3 separate regions of the Mus musculus genome follow, and all the other regions are linked to region 1. A link is a contact called in public HiChIP or PLAC-seq data. All regions are on one chromosome and are shown on one strand. Each heading gives the region's core, a stretch centred on a gene start, on an enhancer-like site or on the middle of the called end of the contact. The rest is flanking DNA. Distances are from core to core; before and after follow the strand shown. Region 1 has its middle 77 kb from the start of Gm17750. Region 2 overlaps Gm34196 (a long non-coding RNA gene). Region 3 has its middle 100 kb from the start of Gm34246.

Evidence for each region. HiChIP or PLAC-seq counts read pairs in DNA pulled down with a chosen protein or histone mark.
Region 2: an H3K4me3 HiChIP or PLAC-seq map of embryonic forebrain shows a contact between it and region 1, with 4 times the contacts expected there. The contact joins two enhancer-like sites. A contact is called at or near these places in 1 of 484 Hi-C or Micro-C datasets (neural progenitor cells), 2 of 115 datasets of contacts at active chromatin or transcription factors (astrocytes and embryonic forebrain) and 1 of 9 other capture datasets (embryonic tail).
Region 3: a contact with region 1 is called in an H3K4me3 HiChIP or PLAC-seq map of embryonic forebrain, with 3 times the contacts expected there. The contact joins two enhancer-like sites. A contact is called at or near these places in 1 of 39 promoter capture datasets (liver), 3 of 484 Hi-C or Micro-C datasets (cerebellar granule neurons, cerebellum and neural progenitor cells), 3 of 115 datasets of contacts at active chromatin or transcription factors (astrocytes, embryonic forebrain and embryonic hindbrain) and 1 of 9 other capture datasets (embryonic tail).

Annotation. Positions count from the first base shown.
Region 1 is chr13:83,985,667-83,989,569 of GRCm38.p6, forward strand. No RefSeq gene overlaps it. Among named protein-coding and RNA genes, the nearest start is that of Gm17750, 77 kb to the right of the region's middle. Within about 2 kb of position 2,230, at least 68 of the 459 cell types and tissues checked have an H3K27ac peak or open chromatin away from gene starts, as enhancers often do. A contact at or near this core is called in cerebellum, embryonic forebrain and neural progenitor cells, where this site is marked.
Region 2 is chr13:84,637,166-84,641,068 of GRCm38.p6, forward strand. All of the region lies in intron 2 of Gm34196 (a long non-coding RNA gene), which reads right to left. Among named protein-coding and RNA genes, the nearest start is that of Gm34246, 36 kb to the right of the region's middle. Within about 2 kb of position 2,271, at least 20 of the 459 cell types and tissues checked have an H3K27ac peak or open chromatin away from gene starts, as enhancers often do. A contact at or near this core is called in embryonic forebrain, where this site is marked.
Region 3 is chr13:84,569,339-84,573,241 of GRCm38.p6, forward strand. No RefSeq gene overlaps it. Among named protein-coding and RNA genes, the nearest start is that of Gm34246, 100 kb to the right of the region's middle. Within about 2 kb of position 1,828, at least 66 of the 459 cell types and tissues checked have an H3K27ac peak or open chromatin away from gene starts, as enhancers often do. A contact at or near this core is called in cerebellum, embryonic forebrain and neural progenitor cells, where this site is marked.

The sequences.
Region 1 (3,903 bases), core at 980-3,479:
CTCGTCTCTAATATTGCAGACTGATTTTCTATTCTGGAAGATTTAGAGAAAGATCATGAAAAGTAGCACAAACTTCACACAGTTTTAATCCAATAGGTTGCAATTTTAAGCTGTTAAATAATAATTTGCAAAATTATCTGAATTTATATATTATCTTAAACAGAGTTTATATCCATCAATATAATTTTGAGGGGTAAACAACAAACCTATATGTGTAAACTAAGCTGCCTTGAGACCTCCTGTGCCTGTGAAGGAGAAATGTGCATGATTTTCATAGATTTATCAACAAAATATTCCCCCATGGAAATCACTGGGCGTATAAAAATCTTTACTTTTGTCTCTTTCTAGGAGTTGGTAAATGCACTGGAAAACAGACTTTTATTCCTTTGAAACTTAATGCATGGAATTGCAGCCCAGCCTGAAAAAGTCTCTGTTTTCTCTGCCTTGAAATGCCCAGATAAAGGTTAAATCACTATCCCTTTATCACCATAAGACATTGATTTGCTATTATTAAATAATCCTATTTTCACTTCAATGAAATAATAACTTTTTTCCAGGAATGCATAGCAGAATTGGCATTGAAAGCAATAAAAAGGAAGTTAGTAGTTAGTGGCAGGGGTGGGGGTGGGGGATAAAACAAAACAAAAATCACAAGAAAAAAACAAGACTCTGAAACAACTTAACACTGTGACATGGAAAGTGATCCACCAAATATCCACTGAAATACCTATATAGAAACCAAAGGATTCTGCCCCACCATCTGTCTGAAGACCCTTGTGGAGTACCTGCTAGTTCATCACAAATAAGGAACTGGTTATCCAAACCACTGCATCTATTAACAATATAACACAGTAGGAAAGTAGGGAAGGTCAGAAATTATAGTGTTAAATGTCTTCAAAGTGTTAGACCCATGCAAAAGACTTCATGTCTAGCTTTCTTTTTTTCTGAGAATGCAAATTATTTTAAATCACAAACTATTTGCTTTGGTTCTCTGAAGCCATCAACACTGCAGGTTAATATGTTCTTCCAGATGGTTTTTTATTTCCTTCCAGGTAGAAGGGATGCACCTGGCTTGTGGACCATGACAACACTGCGACATACCAGAGCAGTAGTAGATGTTTTCTTTCATTTTTGTAACTGGTGTAATGAAATTAAAAGGAAGAAGTTAAAATGTATTAAGTATGGGCATCTATTCAAAGGGTAAACTGTAAATCCTACAGAAACCTAAGAGAGTTGCTTGTAGTGAGGCATTCTAGCTATTTCGAAGCTTTGTCTAAATCTATAAACTGACTATAAATAGTTCTGAATGTTAGAAAAAAGGAGGAGAGATGAAACTTGGTAAATTCTCACGCATTTTTGTACTGTAATTACTCATTAAACATACTAGCTTCATATTAGATATTTATATTAAGTTCTTTACTTTTCAAAAGGCATACCTTATTTTTCATTAATAAAGCCCTTTTAAAATAAAACATATATTTCAGTTTATTAATCTTTGCATATCGATATTTAGAAGACATGCATGACCAGCAATTTGTCTCATTGATGTTTTATTTAAATAATTAAATGTACAGAACAAAAACTTTTGAATAAAATATTATACAGAAATTCATTTTTGCTAAAATGTATTTTTATTATTATAAAGAATCATTTTAGAGTTCACAACTATTTAAATAGATCTAAGAACTATATAAAAAGTTATGATTTTTTTCCCTCTTTGATGGATAGAATTATTTCCTGGCTCTAGCAAGAATATGTTGCATTTGAGGTTCTATATTGAAAATTTTCAAAATGTACTAAACATCCTAGATCTGACTTTAACATTAAAACTCAAATGGTTTGTTTCATTAGATAAACTTGTCATTTATCGTATGAATAAGCTTCAGGATGATTAGAAGTTCAAGCATCTGAAGGACATAGATCATCTAATTTGTGCTTGAATTTTCTGCATTGTAGGAAAACTGCTATGATATGACTGGGAATTTTCTCATCAACATTTACCGCAAAGGGAGCATGCTTGAAAAGTACAATGAAAAATAATTCTCGCCCTCTTTCTCCTCTTTTTTTTTATTGCTCCCACATTTTCCTTCCTTCTCAATCTCCAATCCTGCTTGCATCTCCATTCTGCATCTCGTGTGTTAAGCCAATCAACTCACGTGCAGTACGCTGTGGAGAAACTGCGGCACACATATGGTCGTGGACTGGTTTGGTAAACATATGTCTTTGCAGGCATTGGACAGCATGCCGGGAATGAGCTATTCCATTTTGGGAAAGGAGGTGGGGAGCGCTTAGCCACCTACAGATGTTTTGCAGCAACGCTGAAGAACTGCAGTCAGAGCTGCAAAATGTGTAATTTGGACTTTTTCCAGGTTTCTTTTTTTTTAAATAAGAAAAAAGTTAACAGCTTTCCTATTCATCTCTTTTGAGAAAATTTACAGTCGTTTCCCAGTCCGGCCCCATTCTGAAGTAAGGACAAAGGACTGAACCTGAAGCTGTCCATCTGCTCCGTAACAGTAATGTTCTAATGGGTGCTGCCTATTTTATGCCATTGCTCATGTATGCCCAGGGGACTGGAACTATTTAATTCACTGATTTCACAGCTCTGTTGTGTGTCACAAAAGGTTAAAAAAAAATCCAGCACACTTTTTAGCACCCTGTTTACAAGGAGTCCCTGTAAATCTAACTGAAGTAACAGATTCCCACCCTGCCCCCCATGCTGGTCCCCCTAGCTAATTTGGTGCATTCAGATAACAGGTAACTGGATGGAAAGATGAACCATTGCCTTGTCCTGTGCAAATAGTGGATATTTTAAATCTGCTGTGAATGTTACTTTCAAAGGCCAAAGATTCCAGAAGTAGATTTGAAAAGAAAGATGTTTGCCTTTAAGATTTTCGGATTAGAGAACTCTGTTTTCCCAGAAGTCCAAGAATTAATGCTATAGATTAGAAGAGAGTTAATGAAAACCCATAAAGGAAGACTGACGACTTATATTCCTCTTCTCTGGGCAGGGGGCTGAGCAGTCCCCCATGCAGCTGGTGCATGCTGGTGTTTTGCCAAGGCCATAATGAAGCCTGCTCACTCCAGGGCATTTTCTTGGACAGATACAGGTGGCCAAGAAACATGCACTTGGGCGGCCCTGAGATCTTCTTAAGAGCACTGATGTCAGGATTGAAACTGGCACTGGTGTTTGCCTCTAAGGAGAAAATGGAATCATGTAGTCGAGGGGATGCCTCTGTTCCTCTCCAAAGAGGATCTCAATAGAAGTGTTTCAATATATGATCTCTTTCCTGACACACATGTATGATCATGAGCTTCTATAACATTATGAACAGCCAAATTATTAACTACCGAGCATAACTGCCACTTTCATTTTGATAATATTAATCAAATTCAGTTCCAACTAGGGTAACTGGGGTAACTGCAAAGAAATTCACATAGTCCCTTGAAAACGAGCTTGTGGGTAAACAGGCCTAAGGCAGTGAGGAGATTCTCATGTTTTGCAAAGAAGTCATAGCTATTTTTGTTCAGAAGATAGAAAGAAATGGATGTTGTAAGAATCTTTGAAAAACATAAATTAGAGCCGAAGGAGTACCATAATTTGCATGTCAGTTAGCACACTTAGGTTTGCTCACACTTATCTTTCTTCTAGAATCTTCTGTGTGCTCTGTGATGATTCTCAGTAATGCTCAGAATAGCTCAAGAGATAGGGAAAAACATGTATTAAATTCCATTCTTAGAACTATTACAATCCTCTATTTACCAGGGAAGATCTATTCTAATATATTATTAGGTCTGGTATTCTTTAATTCATATTTCCCACAATTATTCAAAATTTTGCTTTCTCTAAACTAGGCCTTGGATACAAATCAGATATATCTAGAACCCTGGAGTCTGGAATGTAAG
Region 2 (3,903 bases), core at 1,021-3,520, 650 kb after region 1:
CATGTAAAGATTTTAGGATAATGAGTTGGAAATTGGTCCTAGATGTTGGGACAGGTTATTGAAAATTGTGACATGCTTTCTCCATTTTCTGACTAAAGAAATTCCCAGAGATGTACAGAAAACTACTACAAACTCTCATGTCAGTTGAGGCGAAGATGAAAATGTACACAAGGTAGAGAAATGGCTACAAAGTTTGGAAATATTTTGGTAAGATGTAACTTCTCCAGATCTATCACTTACATATTAAGAATAATTAAAATGAGTCACTGTATTTATAAAGCTTTGCTTACCACTAACTAGAGAATAGTTATTGCCATGAATAGATAACATACATGACTCGATAAGTTTTGTCTTTGATTTCAAACATTGCAATGATTTCCACAATGAAGCAAATGTTGAGATGAGTATGAGCTGGAGATTTGGTGAGATATGAAACAGGCCTAGGAATCTATTTTATGCTGGAGGTTCAGTACCTGGGAATTCCAGTTGACTTCAGGGTGTTCATTTAGGCTAGTCAAGGAATGGACACATGTCATATGAGTGACTCACAAGGAGTTAAAACTTACTTCATATTCAATGTACAGAGAGGGACACTCCAAACCAGTAACAATTGAGAGAGGAAATTTATCAAAATACACAAAAGCCTTTTTATTTTTCTCTTTGACCAGAGTTTGGCAGCGTGCCTGTTTTCATGGGAGACTCTTGCTTATGATCTTTCCAGGACACAATATGCTACTTTTCTTTTTAACTTTACAAGTTTAATATGAAAATATATTTACAGAACTACTTATACTTTATCTTATTTTCATAACAATGCTTACTAAAATAAATCAGAAAAAATATTCTTTGATTTTTGCTTTTTAAAACACCATGGAATCCTAGGAACTGTGGATGTAGTGATAGAAATAAAAGACTATAAAAGGGAAAATTTTCAGTTCCATAGAAATTTGGGGAAATACACTCAGAGTACTTTGAGATAAATAATATTAGATCATTTGGAATTATCTATCATAGAGCATATCCCTCTCTCTGGTGGTTAGAACATCACCAAGCATGTGTTGGTTTACATAATGAGCAAGATTAAAATAACTTCTAAGAGTCCACATGCTGTCAAATTTGCTGCTATTTTTCCATATGAAGCAAATCTCAGACATTTATTCTCCATAAAATAGGTAAAAAAAAAATCAAAAGCCCTCTAATTGGTAGAAATTCTCAGGGCAGGTCTATAAAGTTCATTAGTGCTCAGACATTTAATAAGCAAATGTCTGCTCAGGGACACCAAATGGCCTCAGTTCCTATTGAACACAAGTCTCTTTTCAAACCATTGATGTGAAATGATTCTATTGACACTAGCTTTTGAAGAAAAACTTTAGTTGAAGGGAACTATGTCCAACATTTATCTCTATTGGTGGATTTTTTTTCATCTTATTTATTCTTCTTTTATTTTGTATGTGAGAAGGAAAAAACAAAGTCAGATCAAACACGCCTATGGAACAAAGCACCAGGATTCACACCAGTGTGCTAGGAATGGGAAGATTTTGCTCCCATTCGCTCTGAAAGGCTCTGATGAATTTTCCCATACCCTATGCACAGGAACAACAGTGGATGCCTCCTCCACTGGAGCACGATGTCTAAGAAATGCATCTCTCACTTCATTTCCAGTGTCCATGCTTTCCTGGACATGTACCTTAAGCTTCTTTTTCTCTTTCAGTTCCTTTCATTGCCAAAACGAAAGGTAACTTTGGGAGTGAACATGAGTAGTGAAACTTAGCTCTGGAGACAAGCAGTAACTTTTCATTTCAGAGTTTTGAAAATAGCTGGTTCTAAATTGTTTAGACGGACTGTTTTTACTTTGTTATGTCATGATATCAGTTGAGTAGAGACGGCCTTCTAGACGTTGCACAGTTTCTCGTCTCTTTGAAGTCAATGCTCACTACATCTCTACTCTCTGCTGGTCCTTTAATCAGTGTCCAGTCTGTCTGATGAGAATAGCCCCAGGATGGAGCCCGAGACCAAGCCATGGGCAGCACCCCTTTGTCCTACTCACATGGATGGGACATGATTCCACAGGATTAGCCAACAATTATATGCTCTGAACTGATCAATTCAGTCAATTTACTGTGCAAAGTAAATTGATCCTTCAGAACAAAGGTTTCTGTCAGCAGGGAGCTACCTGAGAAAGCAGCATGCCTGTGTAAACAGTTCTGTCCTTCTCCCAGTGTGGAGTGGCCCCACGCCATATGGTGCCACTATGAACTTATTAGCTGACGGATTAACTGATCTCTGCATTTGGGATCCCCAGTTTCCAGCTGTGAGAATGATTGATGGGCTAACTACTGCTCCAGTCTTGGAAGTTATTTCCTCCATTTAACAGAGTCAAGAAGACAGAAAATTGCCCCCTTTGTAAATGCTAATCTCACCACTCCTTCGAACACCCAACATAGCAATTTATTCAAGGCAAAGTCTTAAAATTGGTATAGTGCACATCAAATGCATACTAATTAGCAATTTCTTTTGAAGGCTCCATCACTTATTAAGGGTCTCCTTTTCCATATGTTCATCATGCCCCACTTCACCCTTTAATTACAAAACAGCACTTTCAACTAATTGCGAGAAGGTATATTGTGCCTGGAATCTGTATTACACACTATACCTTCTGATGCCTAATTTAGGGTCACATGGAAGGCAGACAGATAAGCAGGCGGAAAAGCTCAGAACCATCATCTGCAATTTTAGGCATATTTGGGCATTGTCAGGATGAATGTTTCATCTACAATGGTGTCTAGGACACTCTTCAGTGGACACTGTGCAGAAGAATGGGGTGAATATTAGGTTAACAATTGGGATCTTTTCCAGATTACAAAGATTATTGGATTGGATTATTTAATCCAACAGAATGATATTACATTTGTTACTTTACAATTTCTTCAATCCCAAATGTTGAAAAAAAACTTTTAAGTCCAATAAGCAGTCTTTTAAGTATAATAGCTGGATTATAGAAGGAAGAATTTTGCAAAATACACTGGAAGGATGCTCAAAAGAAATATTTCCTGTTGTATAATGGTGATGTTTTTCTTTATTAAACCACAGTTCTTATGCAATCTAAATGATCCTAATGGCTATCCCAATTATTGGTCTGCCACATACAGTCTGCCAATGTCACCTTCATCGCAATGCTGAGTGCTAAAGAATGGGACCTTTCTCTTGCTCCTTTTATGTAGTAGTCCCTGAAGAGACTCTGGTAATAATTCTTCCTTCTTAATGTTGGTCCTGAAAGCATTGGTGCAAGTTTAGGCTTCACGAATACTCAGGCTGCAAAATGATGATAGAATCAAAAAAAACTTGATTCATGGTGGTCGAAGATCAGGTGAAGTGTGACCCACACTCCAAAGGAAGTTCATTTTTCATAAGCTCCACAAACTTGATGTCATCACACACACCAGCAAATCAGTCAGGCCCAACCATCCTAAGTTAAGATCATTTCAAGTTAGTTTTCAAAACTGTTCCTAATTGTGAACTAATAGATGGGAGACATAAAAAGAGTGTAAATGGCAAAAAAGTCCCATTTTTTATGGAAAGAAAATTTAAGGACTTTTGAACAGATTTGGGATGTTTGCTGCCTCTAGCCACACAGCCTTTTCAAATCTGAGTTTCATCTCTATATAATAATCATTATTGCTTACTACTAATATTTTATTTTCTAAGTTCTCAAGTTTAGAATTGTCTTACTTGAGATTATGTTCCCAACTGTTATTGACCTAGGATTTTGTTGCAGGGTTTTTGAGGCTGTAATTTGGGGATGATTTGCTTTTGATTCTCAGCTTTACAATCTGGGACTCCTGGTGGCAGTCAGAATTCACTTCAGAGCTTTAGACTAAGTCTGGCTGGCTGGTTTATGAGTCT
Region 3 (3,903 bases), core at 578-3,077, 580 kb after region 1:
CCCCAACCCCAAGATGAGGATTTTGAGAAAGTTAATGTGTTAACACAGTTGTAACTGGTGTTAATGGTGAGAACCTGGTATTCTGCATTTTTTAAAACTAGTATCACACTCAACTAAAATTACTCAACTAAATTCCTTGGCTGTGGTCCCAGGGAATCCCACTTAAGCTGTTGACATAGATGGATCAGAAGTAGGTGTCAAGGAACAGCTTGTGGCTAGCTTCAGGTTATGATTTGTGAGTGCTGTGGGCTCATGTTTCCTGTCCCCACCTTTTGTTTCCTTCCTCTCACCTTCTTAGTCTCCTGTAGGGATGTAAGCACCACAGCTACTAATAAAACAATTTGGCTTTTTGTAGCAGATGGGGGCTTCCATCTGGTGTCAACATGTAGAGAGATGCCCTTGGTGCTAGTTAGTGGGGAATGTGGGAAGCAGGGTTGAACTGCTCTCCATAGCAGTGTGACCTGTGGAGAGCTGATTAATCATTACAGTTTATAGAAGCTATGTAGGTCCTCAAACCTAGCTATGACCTTGCAAAGGATGGTAGGAGCTATGAACCACAAACCTTCCCAGAAAAGAGTACCTGCTACAAGTTTGCATTGTATAAGGACTATGCTAACTTTAAATAAAGTATAAATTCTAGCCTCAGTATCCAAATAACATAAACTGACAGTCTAGTGTCAAACACACCACAGATGATTATTATTGAATGATTTTGTGAAATACAACTTTCACTGGTTCAACTGGTCAATAATGTCAAGAGTATTCAGGATAAAAGATAAGCACATTAGTTGGGGATGGAATTCAAGTTGGATGTAACACATTTTCAATATTGTTAGTAAGAATTTTTTTTTGCTTATATTACCTTTCTCCTGTGTGGCATCTGGCTTAGCTAAGTGGGGGATGTGGAATTTGGGATATTTTTCTGTTAGGTTTCAATTATCTGGAAAGCCCTGAGAGAGCAGTGTCATAGGGGGTGCTTTCCTAGATTGAAATATCTATTTTTGTAGATCTTAACATTAATTTTTGTTACCATGCTACTTCAATGCTTGTTTCTGTGGGCTCGGCACTGTGCCATGCTTTTCTGTGGAACTGATATTACTTCTCCATAAACAAAGTCCTTTGGCTATTTCTCTTTAGTCAGCTATTTGATGAAAAGATTAAAGAACAGAGCTGGATCTGAGGCCTATTCTGTAGCCTACATATATTTACATACATTCCTTCGAAAGTAAATAAGAGCTACATGAATAAAGTGTTGAGGACCTTTGAGATCCAAGGCAGCTATCTCTTCAAAGGGTGGAAGGAAGTCAGTCTGGGTCACTACAATTAAACTGACTACCCTAGTTCATTTACTATTTTAAGTGAATTTTAATTGAGTTGTGTCTCATTTTTATAAATGTTGTCTGTCTTCATTCTTGCGTGTATCAACATAAACACACATGCACACACATACACACACACATGAGAGAGAGAGAGAGACAGAGACAGAGACAGAGAGACAGAGAGAGAGAGAGGATCTACATATCAACACATTTAAGGAGAGTACTGTCTGTCCACATACCCTCAATCCAACTTATACACAGTGACAAATAATGCTATAAACATTAAAACATCCGACTCTGATAGGACACCCGTAAGACTGAGGGGGAAAAAAAAAACTTCTTTTAATGCATTTATTTTATAGACACAAAAGCTCAGCTAGTAATCAGTTTTGATAACTTTAGATGTCTGTTTCCCTGATGTAATGACTAGACTGGGGCAATAACAATACTTCATTATGCTATTCAAAGTGTATGGCAGGATTCAGTCAGAGCTAGACTGAAAACCTGGCCCACAGCTGAAAGCAGAGATGATGCATTAATCCAAAGCAACACCCCCCCCCCCACTGTTCCCCTCAGTATTCAGCCACTAATAATGGATATCATTTTTCTTCATAAAACTGGTAGTACTTGAATCAAGCACATGACAGTTAAGGTTTGTTTAGTCTTTCAAGCAGGTGATTACAGAATTGAACTTCTCAAGTGAGAAAGCCAATGGAATACAAACAGTTAAGAACACGTTTGAAGGGGGGAAAATTGTCCAGCCCCATCTGTCAAACTGTGCGTATGACATCATCAGATATTCTGCACTTGTTTGCAGCTATTCAGGCTGGCCCGCCCCGCAGTCTACGCTTTGTGTTCCAGTTTCCTTTACAGGGCCAGCGGGCTGGAAAATTACCACATGCTGTCACAGTTAGCTCAGCCAGGTCTTGTTATCATTGTTTCCAAGGAATCCATTCATTCCGTTATTTTACATATTGGGCAGACGTCCTGCCACTGAGGCTTGGGCTGCAGTAACTTGAAGGGCCAAACGTTAATGGGCCTCTATTGTTGATAGAATGGCAGTGCAATACGTGGGAAAAAATACCCAGACAGCTCCCTGACACTGGTGTAGGACCTCTAGACTTAGGGGGTAGCCTGTGAAGATCTTTTATGTAAACAAGCCTTCAATAAACAATGAATATCTCCTGTGTCAATATTCATAACCCATCAATAAAAAAATATATAAATCTTCCACTAGAAAGAGCCCAAATGTATTATGGATGATGGAGCCTTTCCTCAAGATAATCTATAGAATGTGGGCAAGCCTTCTTCTAAACACAGCTAATTTATGAGGGGAGGGAAGCATGGCTGAGGCTTTGAGGAAAGAAAGCATTTGGTTTGGACTGGCTGTGTTCTCATTGCAGGAGATAATGCAGCACAAATTTTGTGGCCTCTACTACTATTATGTTGGGATAAAGACAAGGGCCTTGGGCACTCGTTATATTTTCACTGTGTGGACGGCGATTTAAAGAAAGTTAGTGAAAACATGAGAAAAATCACCCAGGCTAAAGCTTAACTTTAGTATGAAATACGTTTTACGATAATTAAATCACAGGTAAGAATAAAGGTCATAGCAGTGAAGATCAGCAGTGCATAAAAATGAAGAAGTCTATATTGTATGAAAGATATTCAGGCTGCAGTCATGTTGCTTGCCATTATGGATGTGAAAAACTGACTTTATTCTCTCAAGATCAATCTAATCTTTTGATCAGACAGAGTTTTGGAAATGGCCCAATTCTTCTTACTAGCCTCAGAAAGAGTCCAGTTCTTCCTGGGACAAGAGAAGAGATATCAACTAGAACTGCTCATGGTCAAGGTGGGATAGCATGTGATCAAGTCGAAGAGCACTGACTTGAACTTGTATCATTTTAAATATTTTAATGATTAGTTCATCTGCAACACTTGCTAATTTGTTTTAGTGATTCTGCACAGAATTCCAAATGGTCTTATAGATATTTACATTAAAATGGTTCCCATGAAAGTCTTTTGAGGATTCAGAACTTGTGTCTCAGACTTCTGGAGTTGGAGTATCAAGTGAGAAAGGTGGGAGTGTCCTGGCTCTGAGAAACTTGTGCCATACTTAAGGTTAAAAAAAAAAAAGATAAATAAATGTTGCTCTGGCCCCAAACCAGGTTGTTTATAGTTTGTTTCTATAAAACTTATTCTAGTTCAATTAATATCATTTAAGATCTGGAAGCTAATTTTAAATGGTTTCCCTTTACATCTTCTATGAAGAACCAGTTAAGATAAATTTATAATTTTGAAACATTAATAGATGTCAGAACTAGATATTCTAAGCTAAGGCCCAGTAAACAACCACCATCATCCTGGACACCACTGGTAATGTTATTGTTGGGGTTAAAAAAGAGTGTATAAAATGTTATATTAAGGTACATATGAAAGTGTAACAATCCTTTCTCAAATGTAATATTTGATGAGACAACATCCAGAATTTTTAAAGGGGCAAATATATTTTGTAATCATTTAAAAATTTCCCCAATATTTAATTCAACTCTAAATTGGATTTTTCTGTCAGGATTTGATA